2 separate regions of the Sus scrofa genome follow, and region 2 is linked to region 1. Evidence: chromatin contacts called from public HiChIP or PLAC-seq data. All regions are on one chromosome and are shown on one strand. The core of a region is the stretch at or near the end of the contact, and the rest is flanking DNA. Distances in the headings are between cores, read along the strand shown.

Region 1 (7,475 bases), core at 1,836-4,335:
AATTACAACAGACTCTCTAGGGTATGATTCTGGCAACAGTATTTTAAAAATCTCCCCAGGTATCACAATGTACAGCCAAGTTGAAAGTCACCCTATTAAAGGCTAAATATCAGGAGCCCAGTTTTGTCTTCATGAGCTTACATTTCATCTGTCACACATACAATCTTTTTTTTTCTTTTTTTGGCTGTCCCTCGGCATATGGAGCTCCCCGGCCAGGGATCAGATCCGAGCCACAGTTTCGACCTTAGCGACAGCTGTGGCAATGCCAGACTGGGGATAAACCTGTGTCCCAGTCTGTCACATATACAATCTTATCTGCGAAGAAATGAAAAGGGATAAGAATGGAATCATTTATAATTCCATTTATTATTTCTCGCTCCTTTTCTTACAAATGATGGTTTAGATTTATCACTCAATGGCCACATTTTCATTGCCTTCACTCCCCCTCATCTCAGCCCTGGACTTTTTTTAGCCTCATTAAATATCTGTGTCTTTGACTTAATGAGAACCTCCAGAAGTTAGAGCTGGAAGAAACTGCAGAAATCATCTTGTTCATTCCAATTTTACTGGCAACAAAACTGACACCCAGTTAGGGTAAGTGGCTTGTCCAAAGTCCAACAAGCTATTATTAGACCCTAGTCTAGAAACTGGATCACCTAACTCTTAACCTCAGAGCTGTTTTTCTCACCCTGCATTGTATCTAACTGAAAACATGAGAAATCTAAAACTTAATCTTATTGGATAATTGTGTGCTATTTTTTTTGATCCCAAATTATAATCTGATTCATGGCTCCAGTCTTAAGTGCTTAAGGTCAAAGTTTCAGATTTTAGGATTTTAAAATTGTTAGGGAGTTCCCCTTGTGGCTCAGCAGTAATGAACCCAACTAGGATCCATGAGGACTTGGGTTTAATCCCTGGCCCTCACTCAGTGAACTGGGGATCTGGCATTGCCCTGAGCTGTCATGTAGGTCACAGATGAAACTAGGATCCCATGTTGTTGTGGCTGTGGTGTAGGCTTGCAGCTGCAGCTCCAATTTGATCCCTAGCCTGGGACTCTCCATATGAAATGGGTGTGGCCATAAAAAACAACAACCACCACCAAAAAAAAAAGATTTTAAAAATTTAAGAAACTTGGGGATCTTAAGAATTATCCAGGGGCTCTGCAGATTTCCATGATTCATACTAGACTTCTAAATCCTAATCACCAGCAGAAGTGTCAGGGAACTCTATTTTTAACAGATATATTTGTTGTTGTTGTTGTTGTTGTTTTTTTGTCTTTCTTTTGTCTTTTGTCTTTTGTTGTTGTTGTTGTTGTTGTTGCTATTTCTTGGGCCGCTCCCACGGCATATGGAGGTTCCCAGGCTAGGGGTCCAATCGGAGCTGTAGTCACCGGCCTACGCCAGAGCCACAGCAACGCGGGATCCGAGCCGCGTCTGCAACCTACACCACAGCTCACGGCAACGCCGGATCCTTAACCCACTGAGCAAGGGCAGGGACCGAACCCACAACCTCATGGTTCCTAGTCAGATTCGTTAACCACTGCGCCACGACGGGAACTCCTTAACAGATATATTTGTGATCAGTCGGAATTTAGTTTCTAATCAGGCAAGTTTTGCCCTCGAATTCTTAACTTTTCAAGTGATTATTTCCCTGAGAAAAATCGTCTGTTAGTCTCTGGATCACTTTAATTCTTTTGAGGGGAATTGCAGTCTGAGATTTTTCATTAGAAAAGACATTCTCACACTTAGCTGCCACTGAGTATCAACTATTATTAGAAAAGTCTGAAATTAGTGAGGAAAAGTAAAAATTTCAGCAATACCCAAATATCTTGGCCAACGTATTCTCAATTTTCTTGAAGTCTGGTCTCTTTTCTGGATCTTCCTCCCAGCAGTTTTTGACAAGCAGATAGACCTAGAAAGGCAGACAAGGCAGATTAACTCAGGGGGCTGTATCCTATCTTATTCTGTTCAGGGATGGGAGAATAGTTTTAAAACATCTCAAAAAACAAACAAAAAAACACAAAGGAGTTCCAAAAGCACAGTGGAAACAATCTGACTAGGAACCACCGCGAGGTTTCAGGTTTGATCCCTGGCCTCTCCCAATGGGTTAAGGCATAGGTCAGCGGCTACAGCTTCGAAGGGACCCCTAGCCTGGGAACATCCATATGCCATGCGCGTGGCCCTAAAAAGCAAAAAAGAAAAAAAAAATCTCAACTCTGACAAAGAGGATGGGATGGCTCAGTTCCCTGTAGCCTCTCTCAGTCACAGCCACCTGCACTCCCTTGCCTCACCCTTCCCTTCAGCCCTAAACTAATAAAAATGGTGGTACTGGTTTTGATGAGGTCAGGTTGATGGGAGATACAAAATGCTTTCCAGACATTTGCAGGGTTTATTTTGGGAAGGGCAATAAATATCGGAGCTCAGTGAGTAAGAGGCCAGTAACTCTAAACGAGAGCGAGGCTCTATGAAATTAGTTTTCAACCATGCCTGATGGTGCAATTGTCGGAGCAGTGTTCACAAAAGTTACGATTTCAGGAGATTCTGAATTAATTGATTTGTGAAGGGGCCTTATTAGGGTCCTCAGATTTAGCTAATACAAATCCAGGACACTCAGGTAAACTTGAATTTCAGATAATGCATGATTCGTTTAGCATAAGTATGTTCCAGTTGTTCCAAGGGCAAAGGCCAATAATCTATACATTTTTAAGTTCCCCAGGTGATGCAATGCCCACTGCAGTGGAGAAGAGAAGCAAGGAAGGGGAGGTACAAGGAAGCCCTTGGAATCATCATCTCCTTTGGTGCCACCTGTTTGCGGCTTTTGTGGGATCAAAAAGCATAATAAAAACCATGTTTTAAATAAAGATCGTTCTTCACTATGACCCAAAACAGGACCACAAATGGTTTGAGAAGCAGTTCCTGTCTGTGCTCTTTGCCTTAATCAAGTCCCCTGGGAGTGACAGGACTAGTCTAGAACTGTGGTTGCCTAGATTCACCACTAGGTGATGCTCTTGCCTGGGAAAACGATCTGCAGGCTACCTGCCTTGGAAAGGAGGGGACAGAAGCTGCAACAGATGGAACAGCAGATGCTCGTCAGGCACTGCCAAGTCATCCAGCTTCAGGCCTGTATGCTTTGGGAACCACCTACCAGATACGGAATCTAATTCCTCACTGCTAATTCCAGAACCAAATCCAGCTACATGTGTGAATTGAGGAGAAGATGCTTTGGTGAAAGAGGTCTTAAGCAACATGTGGATATAAAGACTAGAAAGGAGGGTTTTAGAAGAGAAATGCTGATGTGTAGGGAGGAATCCCAGCATTCAGAAAAGCAAGAGGAAAGGAAGGGAGGAGGTGGTGGCAATTATAGGGGCAGATGGATCTCAGAACCTTGGGGCCACAGCCTGCCTTTAATGTTGACAAAAAGAGAGAGAAGTAAAAATGGCCCATTCCTGCCCAGCAGAGTCTGGCCCTAAACCTCATCTGGCAGGTCGCCTGTAAACTGAAGCAAAATATTTTTATCTTTACCTTTCAAAGAGCAAAAGTGTTAAAAACATGGGTTTTTTTAAAAGACCATAAATATTTTGTGAGCATTTACTTATCATCTCCTGAATTATAAAAGCTCAGAAAAAATTCCCTCCCAAAATTAGATTTTTTTTTCCCCATAGGTCTTAAAGGCCTTTGTGAGAGATTGTTTAAAAAAAATTAAGCAAACAAAGAGAGAAAAATCTCCATTTTCTTCAGAGGAAGGATAGAAAGAGTGAAAGTACATTTCTTTATTGTTTCTAGATGTTGCCATATTTGCTATTTAATCAGCAGGTAATATTTATAACCTTAGTAAGTGTATCACATGGACATTTTACACTTTTAGCTCCTAAACCTTGAGAATGTGACATGTGCGCTTAAGGAACTCTTTCCTGATTTGGGAGTATGGGCGGCTGACAGTAGCTCCCAAGGATGTGTCCCCACTCCTAGAGCCAGTGAAGCTGACCTTATTTAGAAAAAGGGTCTTTGCAGATATGATAAAGGATCTTGTGATGGGGAGGTAATGCTGGATTATCTTGGTGGGCCTGAACGTAGTTGCAAGCATTCTTACAGAAGAGAGAAGCAGAGGGAAAGTTGAAGAGGAGAAAGTGGCCTGGAGGTAGAGATTAGAGGAGGATCCGGAAGCCAAGGAACGTCTAAGCCACCGGAAGCTCCTGGAAGAAGCAGGGAATACATTCTCCCCCCGAGCCACTAGAGGGAGCATGACCTGCCGACAACTCACTGCAGACTTCCGGCCTCCAGAACTGTAAACCAGTATGTTTCTGTTTTAATTCAGTGTGTGTGTGGTACTTTGCTGCAGCAGCCCAAAGACATTCACGCTGGGAGATAGAACTCACTTCCAGTTCTTTTTCCTCTGCTGTTTCCAGGAACAGATCTGGGCGGAAGGGTTTCACCCCGTTGGAATTCTCCACTCTGAAAATCTTCTCTGATGGGATAAGAATAATGCAAATGACAACAAAGAAAGCAGTGTGAAGAAATTTTAGCAGCGGCTGCCAGCCTCTGAATTGGTTCACCGACCCTGGATAGGTCCCCAGTGGGGCTGTGGCAGAGCCTAGGCCAGTTCTCAACAGAGAGAAGTGAACAAATGAAGGAGTCTCCAGGTGAAGGGGTCTTGTGTCCCTTTACACCAGGAGGTCACCTTAAGTTAAGTCTACTAACCCTCTAAAACTTAACTCAGATACACCTGCCATAGGGAGGCTTTCTCTGAGCAAGACGCCAGCTTGCCCCCACTATATCCCTTTACCACCTCCATCCCCCAGAGGGTTAAGAGCTGGCACATAATTAAGTGCTCAGTAAATCGAGGACTGGATGAATGGAATAAAACACTCCCCCCCTGAGGGGACATGTGGCAAAACTACTGATCTGCTTTCAGTAAGAACTGAAATGCCTATGTTGTCCCACTAGAGTGATCTAGTCCAGGTGTGAAACGGGCACAAAGTCTTCTACTGGAATCAAAAGGAAATCAGGAAATGGTAAGGCAAGATTCTTTCAGACACAATAATATGACAGCAGTGGCAGCTGGCAGAGGAATACTGTCCTATGCTTTTCAGAGCCCTCTAACCTTCAGATGCGATGGATCCCTCCAGCTACCCTATGGAGGGCGGGTGTGTCCTTGCTTTTGCTGGGGAGTGGACTGATAGGTGGTCACAGGACCTCAGGGTCTAGGTCAGCCTAGCACGCTGGCTCCCCCCGAGGGTCTCACTCACCCTTCTGGTCCCGACAGCTGAGGGTGTAGAAGGTTTCTCTTCGCAGGATGATCTCCTGGGCGATGATCCCGTAGCTGTACACATCTCCTTTCTGGGAGACGCTGGCTCGGCGTAGGTGCTCCGGGGCCGTCCACAGGTCTGCACATTCAGCAGTGACACGGAGAGGGTGAGGGGTCGAGCCGCTCAGGGGTCTCCAACTTGCTTTTGCTTTTAGGTCCCTCCACCGCGCTAACGCCGGTGACGGGGGCAGCACACATGCTTGCCTTCTAAGCTGACTGTGTAATGCCGGGATTCAGGTGCGGGCATGCAGCAATGCCTTGCCTAAGCTGCTTGACTCAGAGCTCTGAAAACCCTCAAGGTCAACTAGACTAGCACCTGGGGACAGGAAGTGCTCAGTAAACGTCTGTGGGGTGAATGCAGTAGAATCTAAGAGGCTGAGCATTTAACAGCTTACAGAACATGTGGCATAAACAGAAAAGCCTTCATAAATATTTTAAAATCATGTATTTATTTTATGTAATATAAAAGACTATATATACATATATATAGTACATAATTTTTACAATATAAAATTAACTATAAATTATATATAAATTATATGGTTTATATAATTATAAATATAGATATAGTTTATATAATTATATAATTTATATAAAATGTATAGTTCATAAGCATTATATAAATATAAATATATTTATTTATATAATTATATATAAATATATATAAGTATAAATATATACTATATGTAATAATATAAGTATATATATTATATACATATGATATATATATTTATTAAAAACAAATAAAAAGAGCACTTTTTTTGTCTTTTTAGGGGTGCACCTGTGGCACATGGAGGTTCCCAGGCTAGGGGTCCAATCAGAGCTGTAGCCGCCAGCCTACACCACAGCCACAGCCATGATGGATCTGAGCCACATCTGTGACTTACACCACAGCTCAGGGCAACACCGGATCCTTAACCTACTGAGGGAGGCCAGGAATCAAACCCGCGTCCTCATGGAAGCTAGTCAGGTTCACTAACTACTAGCTACGAGGGGAACTCCAAGAGAGCACATTTAAACAAAGAGACCATCACTGATATTTTTCAGGTGTGACACGCTGGCAGCCACAAAGTCAGCTATCACCTGGAGATGTGTTTTATTTATCGCAGTGTTCTTTAAACAAATTAATGCACACAATTTGCCCACGTTTTACTGTTGTGCCTGCTCTGTCCATCTAGTTCACTTCACATGAGTGAAGCACTCCTGGGTCCTGTGTTTGGCTCCTCGAAACACTTGGGGTTTGGACCCCATCACAGATCTTGTTTATAATAATGGGTATACAATTAATTTTCCATCCCTTGGAAATTTTCCAGGATCCCTTAGCTCCTGGTAGACTTTTTGAGATTTCTACCTTCAGCAGTTTCAATGAAACAAAGCTATACATGCGTGTGTTTAGGCACATGACATGCTTATAATGAAGAACATTTTCGTCATTTGGTTTTCCATCCAACTGTTCACTGCCTTTTGGAATTTGTCTCATGAGTTTATATGGCTTGTTCTTGGACTTGTAGGAAAGAGAAATAAATCTACTTATGCTCAAGTTCCAAGATAGGTAAATGGATGCAATCCACCAACCCCACAGATAGGTAAATGGATGAAGTTCAGGAGGGTAGGATTTGACCCGCAGTTTGTCTGATTCTGTGTCATGGTGAGTCGTTTAATGAAGGAGATCGGCTCACTCCATGATGAACCCTGCTTGGCACACAGCAGGTCCTCAACTACCGCTTAACTGGATTGAGTCCAATGTCCTGGCATGCTTGACGTGACTGAAGAAGTGGGGGCATAACTGCAATTTTTCATCTTTTAAGGGAAAACTAAAGATTGCAAAGTAGAGTTAGAGGAAGGATTTAGTTCTTGGATCTAGGCAGTATTTTGAGGCACCGATGAACGCTAGTCTTCTGAGACTATTTAACCCTGAGTTAAAGTGAAGAACACCTAAACGTTCAATATGAAAAGCTCTTTATACTTTACACATCACTTTTCTTTGTGTCACTTTTTTTTTAATGTCCTCACCCATGGCATATGGAAATTTCCAGGCCAGAGACTGAAACTGAGCTGCAGCTTTGACCTACACCCCAAGTGCGGCAATGCCGGATGCTTAACCCACTGCACTGGGCCAGGGATGGAACCCACAGCTCCTGCAGCAACCTGAGCTACTGCATCACACTGGG
Region 2 (7,475 bases), core at 3,148-5,647, 350 kb before region 1:
AAAAAGCTCGTGAAGGAGGAAAAAAATACAAGAAAACAAACATATACAACTGTAAGATATAGTGCTGCTACAATAGGAAAAAAAAGAGGATGTCATATGAGAAGATAACAGGGTATAAGGAATCTACTTTTGACAAAGCAGTAAGACTTCTTCCAGGAGGTGACATATAAGGAAAGGCTTGAGAGGTGAGGCCTGACCATAAATAGGAGGAACTGGAGAAGGGAGGAGCATTTTAAGCAAGTGAAACAAAAGGTGAGAAGATCCTAAAGTAACAAATGATCTAACAAGGAGGAGGCTTATCTGGATTACTTGACCTCCAGTATAGCTTAAACTACTGTTTTTCTTCCCATAATAATTACTTAAGCTTTGTAAATTTCATAAAAACAAATTTAATTGAGCAACTGACCTTTTATACATACGTTTTGAGGATTACCTTCACCCAAAACCAGTCTTTCTCAGGGTACTAGACAAAGCCCCCCCCCCCCTCACATAAAAATAGCTTTTCCAGATCTACTGGGGAAAAAAATTGGCTTTTTTCCAGGGCTTTCTGCTCTACTGAAACTAAACATGTAAATGATCAATTTAACTCTGGTTTTTAGTTTAGGATAAATGACAGCATTTATGGTTCTGCTTGGGGATGTAGGGGTGAATTTTAAACTGCTGAGTTTTAATTAATCCTTTGTAACCTCACAGAAGCAAAATGTCTGTGATCCTCGTTTGGTAAAAGAGCCTGATACCAAGCACACAAGTAAGACAAATGAAATGCACACGAAACAAGTAAAGAGAAGGATTCCTAAAAAAGCAGCCTGTTATTTGTGCTTCGACATATAATTGAGACAGGCTCAAAAGGCCTTCCGACGATGTGACACGTTGCTCGCTTTGGCCAGCAGGGGGAGACTAGTGAGTCGTCAAGCACCGAAAGGAGACACACCCCGAATATGGTTGCTTATCATCTGTGTCCTCTCTGATTTTTCAAAAACCCACAAGAAGAAAACAAAAAATTCTTCGCAAGAAACGCTTAATATTTAAAAACTGAGATTAAATTCACATGACATAAAATCAACATTGTAAAATGTACAATTGAGTGGCATTTAATACCTCCACGATGTTGTACAATCGCCCCCTCTTATCTAGTTCCAAAACGTGAGAAATGCTTAAATTTGATAGAAAACTTACAGAAGCCCAGCCCTATCCTTTCCTCATTCCGTCACACTCCTAGTTTTGCCTCCACCTGCATCACGTTAGGAATGGTTCCCGCGCATTCTCCAAACAGCCTTCTTCCCTAAACAATTCACAGAATCTGACCAGGGGTTATAATTACACGTTCGAAAACCAAAACAATCTCAAGTCTTCAGTTCTTTTCTCTGGGAATCGCGCAGTTGCAACAGTTAGTATGAGTGGCTACTTAAAAATTCCATACATTTTATGTTTTGTCATTTCTCAACAAAGAAATGAATAAATTATTTTGACTTAAATATAGCTACAAAACAAATTAATCTTTCAGCCTTTGAATTGAAATTTAAAGTTATTTCCATCCAGAGTGAAGATTTAAGATATTTCTAGGTTAAAATGAGAGCCAAGATTTTAAGGGCACCATGTCAATTGGTTTAGATAACAAATTTGAGAAAAGCAGAACTAAATAGTTAATGTAATAAAAGCTGAAGCTTTACAACCTAAATCCACTATTTTATTAAAGAATTTAATCTACTTCAGGGGGCCTTGGCCCAGGGAAGGGTAAAAAAATGCCAAACTGGAAAGCAGGGGGAGGGGAATTGCTGTTGGTGACTCTGGGAAAACAGGAGGGAGGGAAACAGAGGAGCAAATGAGGCCGGATCCGCCCTAACAAAGAGGCAGAAACTGTGTCTCAACAGCCACCAAATCCAGTTCAGGGCGGTTTGAGCCAGTTTCTGAGCTGGATTGAGAACAACAGCCTCGGCTGAGACTTGATGAGGGTGAAAGAGAAAATACAAAATGGATTTCGCAGAGAGAAGTGGATTCGGCCTGGACTCGCAGGAGCCTAAAGCTGTTTCCTGGCGTTGCAAAGTCAGATAAAATATAAGGCCTGGAGCCGGAACAGTGGCCTATTGCGGAAGGAAAAATGACAGAGCACTGCCTCTGTGCCTTGATCCAGTCCGCATTTTCCCTTCTACTTCCCCTAATTGTGGCTGGTAAGGGAAAGGGCCTCAGGGTATCAGTTTTCAGAGAAAGCTGGCTGCGGTGTTGGGGGAGGGGAGGAGTCTGTGTCAAGGGTAGTTTAACGTGTGTGCGGGTGTGGGGGAGGGATGTGTGAGAGGGTCTGAAGGAGAGGGAACAACGCTTCACACCGTGCAGTTCACACCGCCTTTCCACACCTCTGCTGCATTATTGCACAATCTCAATATACACCGCACATAGGTGTCTTGGGAGCGCCCTACATACACTTGGCATTTGTACATGTAATGACCAGGTTCCTTCGGCCCTGTGCATTAACGACCATAAAGACTGTCCACATGCTCTTTTCATTCGTGCCGTAAAAACACATACGAGCTGTACATACCTTCTCAACCAAGAGACCTGGCAGTGTTGGGTAACAGTGGAATGATAATCCTGTCCTCGCTTCCCCTCCCCCAGGTGCCAGAACCTCTGACATCTGATCAGTCCCACCCTCGAAGTGGCTCCTCTGAGCGTCTAACAGTCTGAGCTGTGGTCCGCAGCTGTCGAGGGTGTGCACATCCTGCGGCCAGGTTCGACTGAGAGCTTCTGGGACCGGTTACATCTCCTGACCCCCCAAAACTCCAAAAGCTGCCCAGGAATTCTAGCCAAAGTCCGAACTTAGCTGGGGGAGGGGCCAGAGCAAATTTTGGGGTGGCGTTGCTAAATTCCCTTTCCCCTGAATATCCCAAGGATGTTTAGAATCTTCCAGAGGCACCAGATGAGTGCCTTCAGACCTTAAGGCTTGTTTGAATTGGAAGGCAGCCCTGGTTTGGGGAGGACTGTGGAGACCCCTGTGAGTGTACAGTCTGGGTCTCTTTCTCTCCCCTCTTCCTTTCTCTCTCCCTATGTCCCTCTCTCTCTCTCTCCCCCCCCTTCTCCCCCCCACTCTCTCTCTCTCTCTCACACACACACACACACACACACACACACACACTCAAAACCGGGTCTGTAGGGTTTCAAAATCCCTTGAGAAATTGGGGGAGGTGAGAGGGAGGTCAAACTAAAAGCCGTCACTGCTATTTTAACCTTGTTAATCTATCGTTGATATACCGGTGAACAGTTGGAACACATCCACTACGCATTATTTATATGCAACAATCGTCCATAAACGAAGCTTGTTACTATCATGTCTTATTCGACGCTATTGCACAAATAAGTAACTTACGCAGCGCTTCTATATTCATTTCATTAACTATTACACCTTGGCTGCTATAGCCTCTGCTAGAAAGTTTTTTGGGGGTTTGGGGTTTTTTAGTAGAGGGCAGGGTTTTTCCCCACAAGAACATGCAGAAGGCTGCAAGGAGATAACAATAACAGCAATAATCAGAATCATAATATTGAGAGCTTGCTGTAAGTGAAACACAGTACCAAGTATTTCACATATTAAATTATCTTATTCAATACTCACCATATATCTCTAAGTTAGACATTATCGTTCCCATTCTGGAGATGAGGAAAACGGTGCTTGGAAAGATTAGGTATTTCATCTATTTAAATGGCAGACCAAGATTCTGGTCCAGTCCTTGCTTTTAACCGGCTGTTAAACTGCAACCTCCCTGGCAAATGGTTTAAAATTTATCTCCAGACCCTACTGTGTATCAGCCTACTTTGGGCTGGGGGGTAAGTAGGTTTTGGTGAGAGAGGAGGATTGGTTCAGTGATGAGGGCGTGGTTCCTGCCTTCAACAAGCTTTCAATCTAAGGGCTGTTTTTTCAAGAACAATACTGGCCTGCCTTACAAGGGATTATTTTTTCCTGCCTCTGGCTTCAGAGGCCATCTGGGAATTATAGTTTGGAATTTCCTTGCCATTTCCGTGCGGGAGGAACATTTGAAGTCAAGACTGCCCTGGTACTAGCAGGCGGCGCAGGCTAGCCGGGTGGAAAGGGGCAGGGCGAGGCCGCTGGGGAGCCGTAACCATGGCAACCCAGCCTGCTTTCCAGAACAATGTCTCTAACCAGGAAAACAGCTCGAGAGAGCTCTCTCTTCATAATCCCCGCGGCCGGCGGGCCAGGGAATGCACAAAGGGGATTCTTTCTTTGTAGAGAAATGACTCTTTACAAGGCCCAGAACAAAGGAAAACATTTGTTGTATAGGGTCTGTCTTTGTACTTGGCTGGAATAAAAATCAACAAAGCGCGGTTACTTAGTTCCTCCCAACTATTCACAGGAAGTGAACAGAGCTTTGTCACGCAAGCTTCCTATTTTTGGATAATATTTGTTTTACCCCCATTTTACAGATGAGAGATTAGTAGTCATGAATGAACTGGCGCTTCCTAAACCTATAATTAAAACAGCGGTGCGTCCTCTCAGAAGGCCTGGTGAAGCTGGCCCTGCCTTTTTGCCTACTTTATGATAATTCTACAGATAATGTTTACAGGGTCCATGTGCACGTGCTCGGGGGCCTGGGAGCTGCCCGGGCTTTCTGGACTCCCATCCTCCCACTCTCTGCTTCCAGCCACTCGACCCTCCCCCTCCTCCCTGCACTGCACCTGCAACCCGTGCCTGAAGGAGGAGGTGGAGGAGGTGAAGGAGGAGGAAGAGAAGGGGGAGGGGAAGATGGGTACGGAGGGGGATAGTTGAGGGGGGAGGAGGGACGAGAGGAAGAGGGAGGGGAGGAGGAATGCGGAAGACATTCCAGTTCTACTCCTGCAAGTCTCCACTCCATCGAGTTAGGAAACTCCTGCCAAGAGGCTGAAAGAAGACAGTGTGAGAGGGTGACTGTACAACTCCCGGCTTTCAAGTGATCTACAGCCAGATTACACCCTGAGCATTGAAGACAGGGCCGTGGTTGTCAATCCCCTCCCCCAAGACCAAGAACAAAAGCAGTCACTATAACCTTAATGACAAATGACCTTCTATAAATGCCTACGCCTATAAATAATGTAACTTTTAAACAGTTGTATGAACCAGAAAAAGTAAGAGCTTGGCTACCTCGTGGTAGTAAAAGCTCTACTACCTAATTCTGGGTGCCTCAGGGGAGCCCAATCCATCACAAATTCTCCAAGACCAAAATCAGATTGCTCTGCCTCAACATCTGCCCTTTTGTGCACTGTTGGGGGAGGACAGAAAATGGGTCACATTATCCCCTGGGTGAATTTATAGGCATTGCCTGAGGGGCTTCTTCAAACTACACTTCCCACCCCATCCCTGAGGGGCTTCTTCAAACTACACTTTCCACCCCATCCCTGAGGGGCTTCTTCAAACTACACTTTCCACCCCATCCCTAGAGATTCTGTTGCCAGAAGATTACTTAATGAAATGTGTCACCCCACTCCCAACCTGGAACAGAGTTGAGAACCACTGCCAGTGTCACCCCTGTACAGAGTTAATTGGATGAATTGTTGATACTAAATTAAGGCCTAAATTTGTTGACCTTTCCCTAGTTAATTACATTTCACTAGATACTGTTAGCTTATCCTGCTTTAGGAAATGCAAACAATGGATCTTTACAGTGAATTTTTTTTTTCTTTCTTTCTTTTTTTTTTTTTTTTTTTTTTTTTTTTTTTTTTGCCATTTCTAGGGCCGCTCCCGCAGCATATGGAAGTTCCCAGGCTAGGGGTCAAATCAGACCTGTAACTGCCAGCCTACACCAGAGCCATAGCAACACAGGATCCGAGCCACGTCTGCAACCTACACCACAGCTCACGGCAACACGGGATCCTTAACCCACTGAGTGAGGCCAGGGATCGAACCTGCAACCTCATGGTTCCTAGTCAGATTTGTTAACTGCTGAGCCACGATGGGAACTCCTTTACAGTGAATTTTTAAAGATTCACAGAATATTGGAAATTCCCAGAACTCAGAGACATATAATCACCCTCCCCAAGTTTGATCCTTGTAGTATTAAATATTCATTCAGCATTCATTGAACACTTCTTAATGATCAGGCACTTTGTTACTATTCACTGTACTAGACCTGTGAATTTTAAAAGGCACAGGTAAAACATGAAACTTAATTTCAAAGAGCTCACAGGCTGGGAAGGAAGATACCCAGGAAATCAGCTGTTGCCGAGTGGTATGATACATACTTTATAAAGGCAGAAATGAGATTGGGGGGGGGGAGAAAGGGACGTGAAAAACAGAGTAAGACTGGGTGGAGCAGCGAGATCATCAGAGAACTTCTTGTAAAGAGCTGAAAAATGGGATGGAGTGAGCTAGAAGAATACCAGAGCTGGAGTCAGAACAGAGTTTTAGCTCCAGATTTATCAATTGGTTAGCTATCAGGTAGACATAAAAGAACTCAAAAGATAAAGGCAAAGCAGGGAAACTGAAGTCCAGTATGTCAGGAGATCTGAGGACTGGAACTAGAGGACTAGCCTAGCAGGAGAATTGATCGATTCCCTGGCCCACAGGGCTTCTGCGCATCTTACTAGAATAAGAGCCACCTCACAAGTATGAAGAATCTTGCAAAAGTGAGCTATTGACCTACAGATCTCACCAATACAAAACTTTAACATTTCAATATGTTATTTATAAGTTTAGGTTTATTAGCACAATTTCACATTATTGGCCTGACACCAGAGTGCAATTAAATACCTGATGCTGAGTCAATACTGTTTTCACCGAAATTTTCAGTTAGTTTGCTAAGACCTGTTTCCACATGCTGGGCTAAGGTCTAGCACTAGCAATTAAGCTAGGCTCTCTCCCTGCATGGTGTCCCTAATATCTGATCTGTTCAACCATGCAGCTCTTAAAGACAAGGACAAGGAGAGAGATTCCTTAAAAGGTTTGTGAATGTTAGGAGGGAGAGTGTGGGAAGTCTGTTTTCATACTACAACCCCAGTTTCTGATCCCTCCAGCAAGCAGCTTTTTCAGACACTACTTTTCTCCTGCCGGTAACTCATCAGTGATGTTCAAATATTTCTGCATTCCCAGTTTCTGGTCACAACATAAGATTGCATTATCTGACCTCTTTGAAATTAGGTATAGTTTGGTCAATAAGACAAGAGAGGAAGTGATATGTTACTTTCAGGAAAAAGTTTTAGGATCCAGTAAACCGTTTGCCACTTTCCCATCCTAACTCCAGAGAGATCATAGTAATGAGTGTTGAGGTAAAACCTGTTTCAGCTGAAGTCTTCCAGCCAAACTACATTGGTTAATAGTATGAGTGAGAAATGAACTTTTGGCATGTTCCACCATTAAGAACTGGTGGCTATTTGTTACACGGCATGACCTAGACTATCTTGATTAAATCACCTCAATATCTGGTCCTCTGCCCTACTTCCTTCCCAACAGAAGTCGCTATCCTCTACACAGTCTTCTGTTTCACAGAAGCTGACTCCAG

The links. HiChIP or PLAC-seq counts read pairs in DNA pulled down with a chosen protein or histone mark.
Region 2: a contact with region 1 is called in an H3K27ac HiChIP or PLAC-seq map of skeletal muscle. The contact joins two enhancer-like sites. A contact is called at or near these places in 1 of 47 Hi-C or Micro-C datasets (embryonic fibroblasts) and 2 of 2 datasets of contacts at active chromatin or transcription factors (alveolar macrophages and skeletal muscle).

The regions. Positions count from the first base shown.
Region 1 is chr5:57,877,866-57,885,340 of Sscrofa11.1, reverse strand. It overlaps GUCY2C (guanylate cyclase 2C (heat stable enterotoxin receptor)), which reads right to left. Exons shown (of 27, transcript NM_214105.1): 18 at 5,246-5,383; 19 at 4,376-4,464; 20 at 1,820-1,911. Among named protein-coding and RNA genes, the nearest start is that of GUCY2C, 59 kb to the right of the region's middle. Within about 2 kb of position 3,085, at least 11 of the 83 cell types and tissues checked have an H3K27ac peak or open chromatin away from gene starts, as enhancers often do. A contact at or near this core is called in alveolar macrophages and skeletal muscle, where this site is marked.
Region 2 is chr5:58,233,308-58,240,782 of Sscrofa11.1, reverse strand. No RefSeq gene overlaps it. Among named protein-coding and RNA genes, the nearest start is that of ATF7IP, 87 kb to the right of the region's middle. Within about 2 kb of position 4,397, at least 68 of the 83 cell types and tissues checked have an H3K27ac peak or open chromatin away from gene starts, as enhancers often do. A contact at or near this core is called in alveolar macrophages and skeletal muscle, where this site is marked.